Regions from separate parts of the Hordeum vulgare genome. Here region 1 is linked to region 2. The links are chromatin contacts, called in public Hi-C maps. All regions are on one chromosome and are shown on one strand. The core of a region is the stretch at or near the end of the contact, and the rest is flanking DNA. Distances in the headings are between cores, read along the strand shown.

Region 1 (4,200 bases), core at 1,430-3,929, 190 kb before region 2:
TAAAACAGTGGCAAAGTTCAGACATACACATAACACATAGGTCGGACGAGTTCACATTAATCACATTCACAGGAAACTAAGCACGCACGCGGTGTGTTTGTCCGAATAGTGGTTTCCAAAACGCTAAGAAACAGCATGCTGTTGTACGTCCGCTAAAGCCTGGCGGTACCGTACTGACAAGCTGCATTTTCATTGCAGGCATTCAGTGCCCGGTGCCGTACTGTCAAGTTGAATAGTGTTTCCAAAGATTCAGTCTGGCTAATTGTCTTTAGCTCTAAGCTTCTACCTGCGCTCAGCTGCTCGTGAACTCCCTTTTAGTCAATGTTTTGTATGCACTCCTTAGACCAGCTGCTAAAAGTATTGTGCAAGAACAGAAGGTCTTTGTTCGTGTGATCAGATCACACAACTTAGCTGGGGCCTTTTATTTCCCGGAAACTGATCCCCATGACCTATTTTTAAATATACTAATAATAACTCTCTGATTCATATTAGTTGTCAGTAAAACGGATGTATCTAAACGTACTTCAGTGATAGATACATCCGTTTAAGCGACAAGTAATACGGATCGAAGGGATTAATACTAATAATTGTAGTGGATCCAAGCACCGAATTCTCAACAAGATGCGCCAAAAGCTGTTTGAGGTTACGACACGAAAAAAACCAGGTGAGAAAAGGGCGGTTTGTGCGCTTCACGGGGTTGCCTGGGAAATTAAGACCGCATTTGTCCCTTGCTGCCAATACCATGCATGTGGCATATCGCAGAGAAGACGATAGGGACGAGCATTTCTATCTGGCATAAGTTTTGGTTGCACCTCGACCATCCCTTTTCTGAAACCTCCCAACCATCTAATAAGTCCAACTGAGTACAGCATATATAATGAATAAAGCAGGCAAGAAAGCGACGTTCATATTTGACTTAAACCGGCTTTATTTTGTTCCATTATCCGTTAATCTTGTTACCGCGTCAGCCACTCAACGTGCGCGGTGTAAAAAAAAGTTTAGGGTTACATCGTCGGAGACACTCACGGGGTCGTGGAGCGCGGAGAAGACGGCCTTGGCGACGGCGACCACGTCGGTGCTGTTGGTGAACCGGGAGAGGCCGAGCAGGCCCTTGAGCTGCTGCAGCCCGATGACTATGGCGGCGCCGCCCATGAACCCCACGATGGCCGCGTGCGACAGGAAATCCACCAGGAACCCCAGCCTGCAGTGCACACACACCCACACACACACACACTCGGTCAGTCAACTGCCGGTCCATGGTTGAAAACGGAGAAGAGCTGCACGTACGTGAACTTTTCATCAGAAATGAACACTGTGAATGATTGTACGTACCTGAAGAGGCCGAAGGAGACCTGGAAGACGCCGGCGAGGAAGGTGACGGTGAAGACGAGCGTGCGGTAGGTGACCGGGTCGACGGCCGGGTCGACCACCTTCTGCACCATGGACGACAGCAGCAGCGACACCACCGCCACGGGCCCGATGGCGATCTCCCTCGACGTCCCCATCACCGCGTAGATCAGGGGCGGGACGACGCTCGTGTCTGCCGATGCCGCCACCAGTACATGTCACAACGTCGTCGTACCAACAAGAATTCAGCACGGCACGGTGGAAACCAAACAAAAAGTTATTTCAGGCGAGGGAAATGATGCTTACAGAGCCCATACTGCGGGTCCAGCTTCGCTAGATTGGCGTATCCAATGCTCTGCACACAGTGGATGATCAATCAGCATGTGAGACAGACAGATCGATACGGAGGAGCAGATTGTTACTGTGAACATCAAGATATATATATATATATATATGTCCAGTCAAAAACTACCCCTGGTATAGATGATTAACGTTCCTTGCTCATGCCGTCAGTCGCTGACCGTGTCGTCAGCCGATCACAGAAGCTAGCTAGCGACTACGTATGCGTGGAACAAGAAAAACGGAGGCGAGCGCGTGCGTACGTATGGCATCATCGATCACAGGGTGTTGGAGGGTGGCACGTACCTGTGGGATCCCGAGGCTGGCGAGCGTGAGGCCGGCCATGACGTCGCTCCGGAAGGACTTGAGCGTGTAGGTCCTGCCCCACTGCAGCACCGGGAACACGGCCTGCAGCGCCGTCAGGACCCACGCGAACCGCGGCGGCCGGCGGTCACCACCGGCACCGCCGGTCCCGGCCCCGCGCGGGCGGAAGGCCTTGCCGACCACGCCGACGAGCTCCTCGCGGAGGCTCGGCGGCCTGGGGCTGTTGAGGACAAGGCCGGCCGTGTCGGGCCGTCTGGACACGTCGAATGCCGACGACGGCACCGTGACGGCCGTCTCGAGTGCTGCTGGCGCGGACGACGACTCCATGGCGGACGGTCGGTCGGTAACTGAAGTGTTTGGGGGAACTCCTCCTTCCTTCCTCGGTCTTAAACTTAAAGGGGGCTCCTAGCTGCTGGATAGATGGAGGGGAGAATCTCTCGAGGGTGAGGTGACGCGGCCGACGATCGCAGCTGGTAGTAGATTTAGATTTTCCTCTGGCGTAAACATCACCGGCGACGGGTCACGGTCCTCATGGATTGCGATGTGATTCTTGGGAGGAGGTAGACGACACCCACGCGCATATGAGCCCCTGGCCTCCAGAGAAAATTCGCTCTCTCTCTCTCTCGGGGGAGGAGGAGGAGGAGGAGGCGGGGGGATGCGTGTGTGCGGCCGTGCAGATGCAGATTGAGATGTTGGGTGCTATATATGGGTGTTCGGTAGTGGTGCCATGGACAATGCTCAGAAAGCTGGCCACATGCATCTCGGTGGGCGGCACTTTCACTGATTCCTCCATGATTGGCTCTGCTGCTGCTGCAGCATCTTACTCGTACTGCTAGCTCCTCCCGTTGCAGCTAAACCAGCCAGTGTAGGAGGATAAATGAGCACTAAGGGTAACCACCTGTATTCGGACTGCACGGTCACGGCCGCTAAAGCCATCCATTATGAATGGGCCAGTGCTCTTCGCCTGCGCGCCTGCCCAAACTTTTGAACTGCCGCGCGCGGGCCGCACGATCCACCAACTCCACGCGTTCGCATCGTTGGATCTTCATGCAACATTTTTTTTCGATGCAGCAAAATGCGACGGGATGCAGTAATTTTTTCAACGGTTGCAAAAAAACAAAATTTGTAGCAAAAACATATCTACGTGATCGTAGCAAAAAAACGAAGCTGATGGTGCGTGGTAGTAAAAGTCAAACGCCGGTTGTAACAAATATCTACGTGAACGTGTATGCAACTTTTTTAATGAACGGTTGCAGCAAAAAATAATGCCGGTTGTAGCAAAACTTAACACGGTTGTAGCAAAAGTAAAAAAACATCGATTGTAACGAAAATCTGACGAACTGGAGTTGCAACCAAACGTATATGCAACTTTTTTACTGGACAAATGTAAAAAAAGAAAACGCTTGCATCAAATATGACGCTGATTGCAACAAATTTAGACGAAAAATGTTGCATGCCCAGTCAACGGGGCACCCGTGGTCGCGTACGGCCGGCCGAATGGTTCGCGGCGCACCGGCCAGAACGTTTCCCTTACGAATGTGTATCGGTCCGTTAGACGGTTCGAACGTGCATTTTTGTAAATCGGAGACAAAGTGAAGGGTGGGAGAGTTTGCGGACTCGTGTGTGTGCGCCGAGAAATCTACTCCGGCCATACGTCTGTTCACTAGCCGGCCGACATTACACTAGTAGGAAAAACCTTATAGGTAGGAGCCTATTAGTAGCGCTGAAAAATAGCAAGCGCTGATGCTACTTAGCAGTAGCGCTGGAAACACAAAGCGCTACTGCTAACGTCTTTAGCAGTAGCGCTGGCCCTATTGTCAGCGCTACTGATAAAAAGGGCCCAACGAAGCCACCCGCAGTAGGTATAGTAGCAGCGCGGGGCTTAATCCAGCGCTACTGCTAAGGTCCATAGCAGTAGTGCTGCACTTCATCCAACGCTACTGCTAAAAGAGGACCAACGAGGCCACCGACAGTAGCTGTAGTAGCAGCGCAGGCATTGTAAAAGCGCTACTGCTAAGGACATTAGCAGTAGCGCTCCTTCTGAACCAGCGCTACTTGAACCAGCGCTACCTCTATGTTGAGTTAACACCCCACCGCGGGCTCAAAATTTCCTAACTCCCCCACCCCCGTCTCCTCTATCTCAAGCCGTCGCCGCCTTCCTCGCCTTCCTCGCCATCGTCGTCGTCGTCG
Region 2 (3,782 bases), core at 78-2,577:
CTTTCTTTTATCACCTCCTCTCTGTTCTTTGGGTGACTGTTTTCTTTCTCGGGGCATCAGGGTTCAGTCTTCAGTGATCTAGATGATTTCCGGAATGTTAAACAAGAACTGTTTTCCTTTGATTTCTATGATGATAGGATCACTGGATCAGACACTACAGTGACTTATTCTTATGTTGTTTATTTTTATCTTGGGTTTTGACCGGGGAGTTTTATGTGATTTCCCAGTGTTTTTCATGAACGAATACTTCCATTTTATCATGCGCGCACTCTAAAAAACTGCCATTCTATCATGCATGGGCATGGGTGGAATATGATCTACACAGAGCAGTTACTGTGTCGCTCAACATTGTAGATGCTCCTATCCTGAAACTGTATTGAAAATAGCAGAGCACACTGGGCCACCACTAGAATGGAAAAAGGCTACAGCTGCAACGTGTGCTTAGGGCCAAGGTTCGTCCGCAAGCGAGTGATGAGAGCCACCGAGAGTGCAAGGAAGGAATCTGTTAGGCAGAGAAGCGCGTAGGTTGGCGCTGTGCATTTCAGGGCCGTCCACCATGTCGCCCAGCCTCATCGCATATCGCTTCTTTGACCAGGTTCATGCAATCGGCAGACCGCATTTTCCAAAAATACTACGAGTATTGGTTAATTAGGGAAGACAAAGAAAATAAACCAATATAATCGAGCTATTATTGCGACGACTAACTGTGTCGATCTGCAGTCTGATCCTGCACTTCTGCTGCTGCAGATCATGTTCAGATGGTGTGTAACTAGAGTTAACAACTGCATTATTGGGGCCTGCAACCTGCCTAGTCCAGGAGACAGACTATATTATAAGGTGTAGCATGCCATTAGCAGTGGAACTTGCACATAACTAGGGTTAGAAAAATCTATTTTTGTTCCCTTGATGACTGGATCAACTGTTTTAGAAACAAGGGGTCCTCCTACCGATTTCCGTTGAAGAAACCGCCAACTAGTTCAGTACAGCAGTACATCAGAATAAGAAGCAAAAGAAAGAGAGATTCTCGCAAACTATGCTTGTGTAACACATGCACAAACATAGGGCAGGCTAGAAATAGCCGCAGGCTAAAAATTGCAGTGGACGGTGCTCTTCTGAATCCTTAAGTTTCTGTATGGCTTCACAAGTCATAACACATGCATTTGGGTAAGCCTAAATGTTAAAATTGCACAAGTCTGGGTCCCTTTATGTCTTATACTTTCTATTCATTGGATTTTGATTGCGCATTAAGCCAACGTGTGCATGACTCGACGGTCCAGGAAGGAAATCGTTCCTTTTCAGCTAGAAAAACTGCCAACATTTCAAAACTGTATTTGATGAAGATTGCTACCTGCTAGCATATCTTAATAAGTTTCCCATGTAGGAATACATAACATACACCCATTTGCTCAAGTCCACTCTGGCCCATATGAGTTTTCTTCAATCACATTCAAGCACACACAGAGAGCTGAAACCCAGTTTCATTGTTCCTTCTGTCACCTGTCGCTGAAACCGTTTGATTGTTTACGCAGAAATGATTTACAAGTTCAGCAAGTGATGAGCTGTGAGAATAACCTATTCATTAGGGTAGGCGTTCCCCGCGCTATGTTGAATGTGGTGCGATTTTCGACGCAGATGCATAATTTGCAGCTTAACTTATCTCTTGGCCCTCCAATTAAAATATAGGAGTTGACCTTCATCACAGGCGCCGGAGCTTCTCTGCATCTATATATAATGGACATTCCCTGGCTTCTGAAAAATCACCACAAAGCAGCAGGCCTTTGTCTTTGTGGGCTGAGTTTCTCCAGTAGTCATACACTCATACTTGTGTATGTTTTCTTCCTTTCGTCTATTAGTTCTTCATTCACGGTGAAGAATGATATGCAATGATCAGTGGTGTTGGCTGCTTCCATTCTTGATATATATTGTTGTTCATGCATATGAGTTTCTGATTCCTTCCTTCAGTTCTGAAGAAGACCCTTGGTCTTGGTTTCCTTGATGTAATTTGTTTCATTCAGTTCAGAGCTTAGTTGCACCATGCATGTAGAGGGTCATGCATGTCCATGCATGTCCATGCGTGTGTGTATGCTTTATTTGATTATTAGTACTAATGATTTCTCCGTCTAAATTACATGGAGAGTTCGTTTACATCTAACTTCAGTTCTGCACTAATATATGTTAATTATCTCACTCGTTGCTTCATCTTCAGGCAAACGTATCCGTCTGCACATAGGCGCACGCAACGTCCGCAAGAATGCCGAGAACCGTGTCGGACGGAGGCGAAGATTTCGATGGCGACGTCTGCAGCCAGACGGCGTCGCAACGTCACACCGACAGCACCCACCACCACCATGGCTACAAGGTCGGGTTCCCGCCGGCCAAGGGCGTCTTTGCCGAGTTTGCCGAGGGGGTGAAGGAGACGTTCTTCGCCGACGACCCGCTGCGGGAGTACAAGGACCAGCCGAGGTCCAAGAAGCTGTGGCTCAGCCTGGTGCACCTCTTCCCGGTGCTGGACTGGAGCAGGAGCTACACCTTCGGCAAGTTCAAGGGGGACTTGGTCGCCGGCCTCACCATCGCCAGCCTCTGCATACCTCAGGTAGCTGGCCGGCTGTTCTTCTTGCATGCAGCAATCACGGTACAGTTGGTTGGTTTGTCCACTCCGGCATGCGTTCTCATGGTGTCTACTCTTATCTTGCACCAGGACATTGGTTATGCCAAGCTTGCCAACCTGCAGCCACATGTTGGACTGTGTAAGTTCACATGAAACACGGTAGAATGCCCAGTTTTGCTCCTGCAAGTATGCATGCAACTAGAATGACCAGAGTTTTGCTGGGTCCTTTTCGCAGATAGTAGCTTCGTCCCGCCTTTGATATACGCCCTGATGGGCAGTTCCAGGGACATAGCCATCGGTCCAGTGGCCGTCGTGTCGCTGTTGCTCGGCACTCTCCTCCAGGAAGAGATCGACCCCGTCAAGAATCCACTTGAGTACAGCCGGCTGGCGTTCACCGCAACCTTCTTCGCAGGGATCACTCAGGCAATGCTCGGATTCTTCAGGTGCGCATGGCGACATGGTCCCCCGGTGCCTGTTAACTTGCCAGTTCATGATGACATATTGGCATGAACACTTGAATACGTCATCTGTTTTATGTAGTCTCTGACCGGACTCTGCTGCAGGCTAGGGTTTATCATAGAGTTCTTGTCTCATGCGGCCATCGTCGGGTTCATGGCCGGTGCCGCAATCACCATTGCCCTTCAGCAGCTGAAAGGCTTACTTGGCATAGCGAAATTCACTAAGAAGTCTGATATCATATCGGTCATGGAATCGGTATGGGGAAATGTTCAACATGGGGTAAGATATCATACCTTTTGTATACATTTAACTTCCGGGATAAAATCAAATATTTCATAAAACTTACGCTTGCGGTGTTGATTCAGTGGAACTGGCAGACGATATTGATTGGATCGTCCTTCTTGGCATTTCTTCTAACTACAAAATACATTGTAAGATAATAATACATGTGCGTAATTTCATCTTAGTTCTCCTTGACTACTTGTGATGATCATGCTGTTCCATTGGGATAATTCAGGCCAAGAAGAATAAAAAGCTCTTCTGGGTTTCTGCAATCGCTCCTCTCATTTCAGTGGTCATATCCACCTTTTGTGTGTACATCACCCGTGCGGACAAGCAGGGCGTTGCAATTGTAAGTCGTACTTGACTACTCGCCACTTTTGCCATCGGAGTAACTGTGGTAACAAGTTAGTCGAAGACAAACAATATGGGCTAA

What was found. A called contact is a pair of places that touch in the nucleus more often than the background predicts.
Region 1: a Hi-C map of seedling shows a contact between it and region 2, with 4 times the contacts expected there. The contact joins the promoter of LOC123449438 here to the promoter of LOC123449437 in region 2. A contact is called at or near these places in 4 of 6 Hi-C or Micro-C datasets (leaf and seedling).

Annotation. Positions count from the first base shown.
Region 1 is chr4H:550,213,485-550,217,684 of MorexV3_pseudomolecules_assembly, reverse strand. LOC123449438 (low affinity sulfate transporter 3-like) reads right to left here and starts at 2,679. Exons shown (of 12, transcript XM_045126670.1): 1 at 1,993-2,679; 2 at 1,654-1,702; 3 at 1,333-1,540; 4 at 1,027-1,201. The coding sequence starts at 2,337.
Region 2 is chr4H:550,021,964-550,025,745 of MorexV3_pseudomolecules_assembly, reverse strand. It overlaps LOC123449437 (sulfate transporter 1.2-like), which reads left to right and starts at 1,327. Exons shown (of 12, transcript XM_045126667.1): 1 at 1,327-2,747; 2 at 2,844-3,051; 3 at 3,172-3,346; 4 at 3,433-3,498; 5 at 3,585-3,698. The coding sequence starts at 2,252.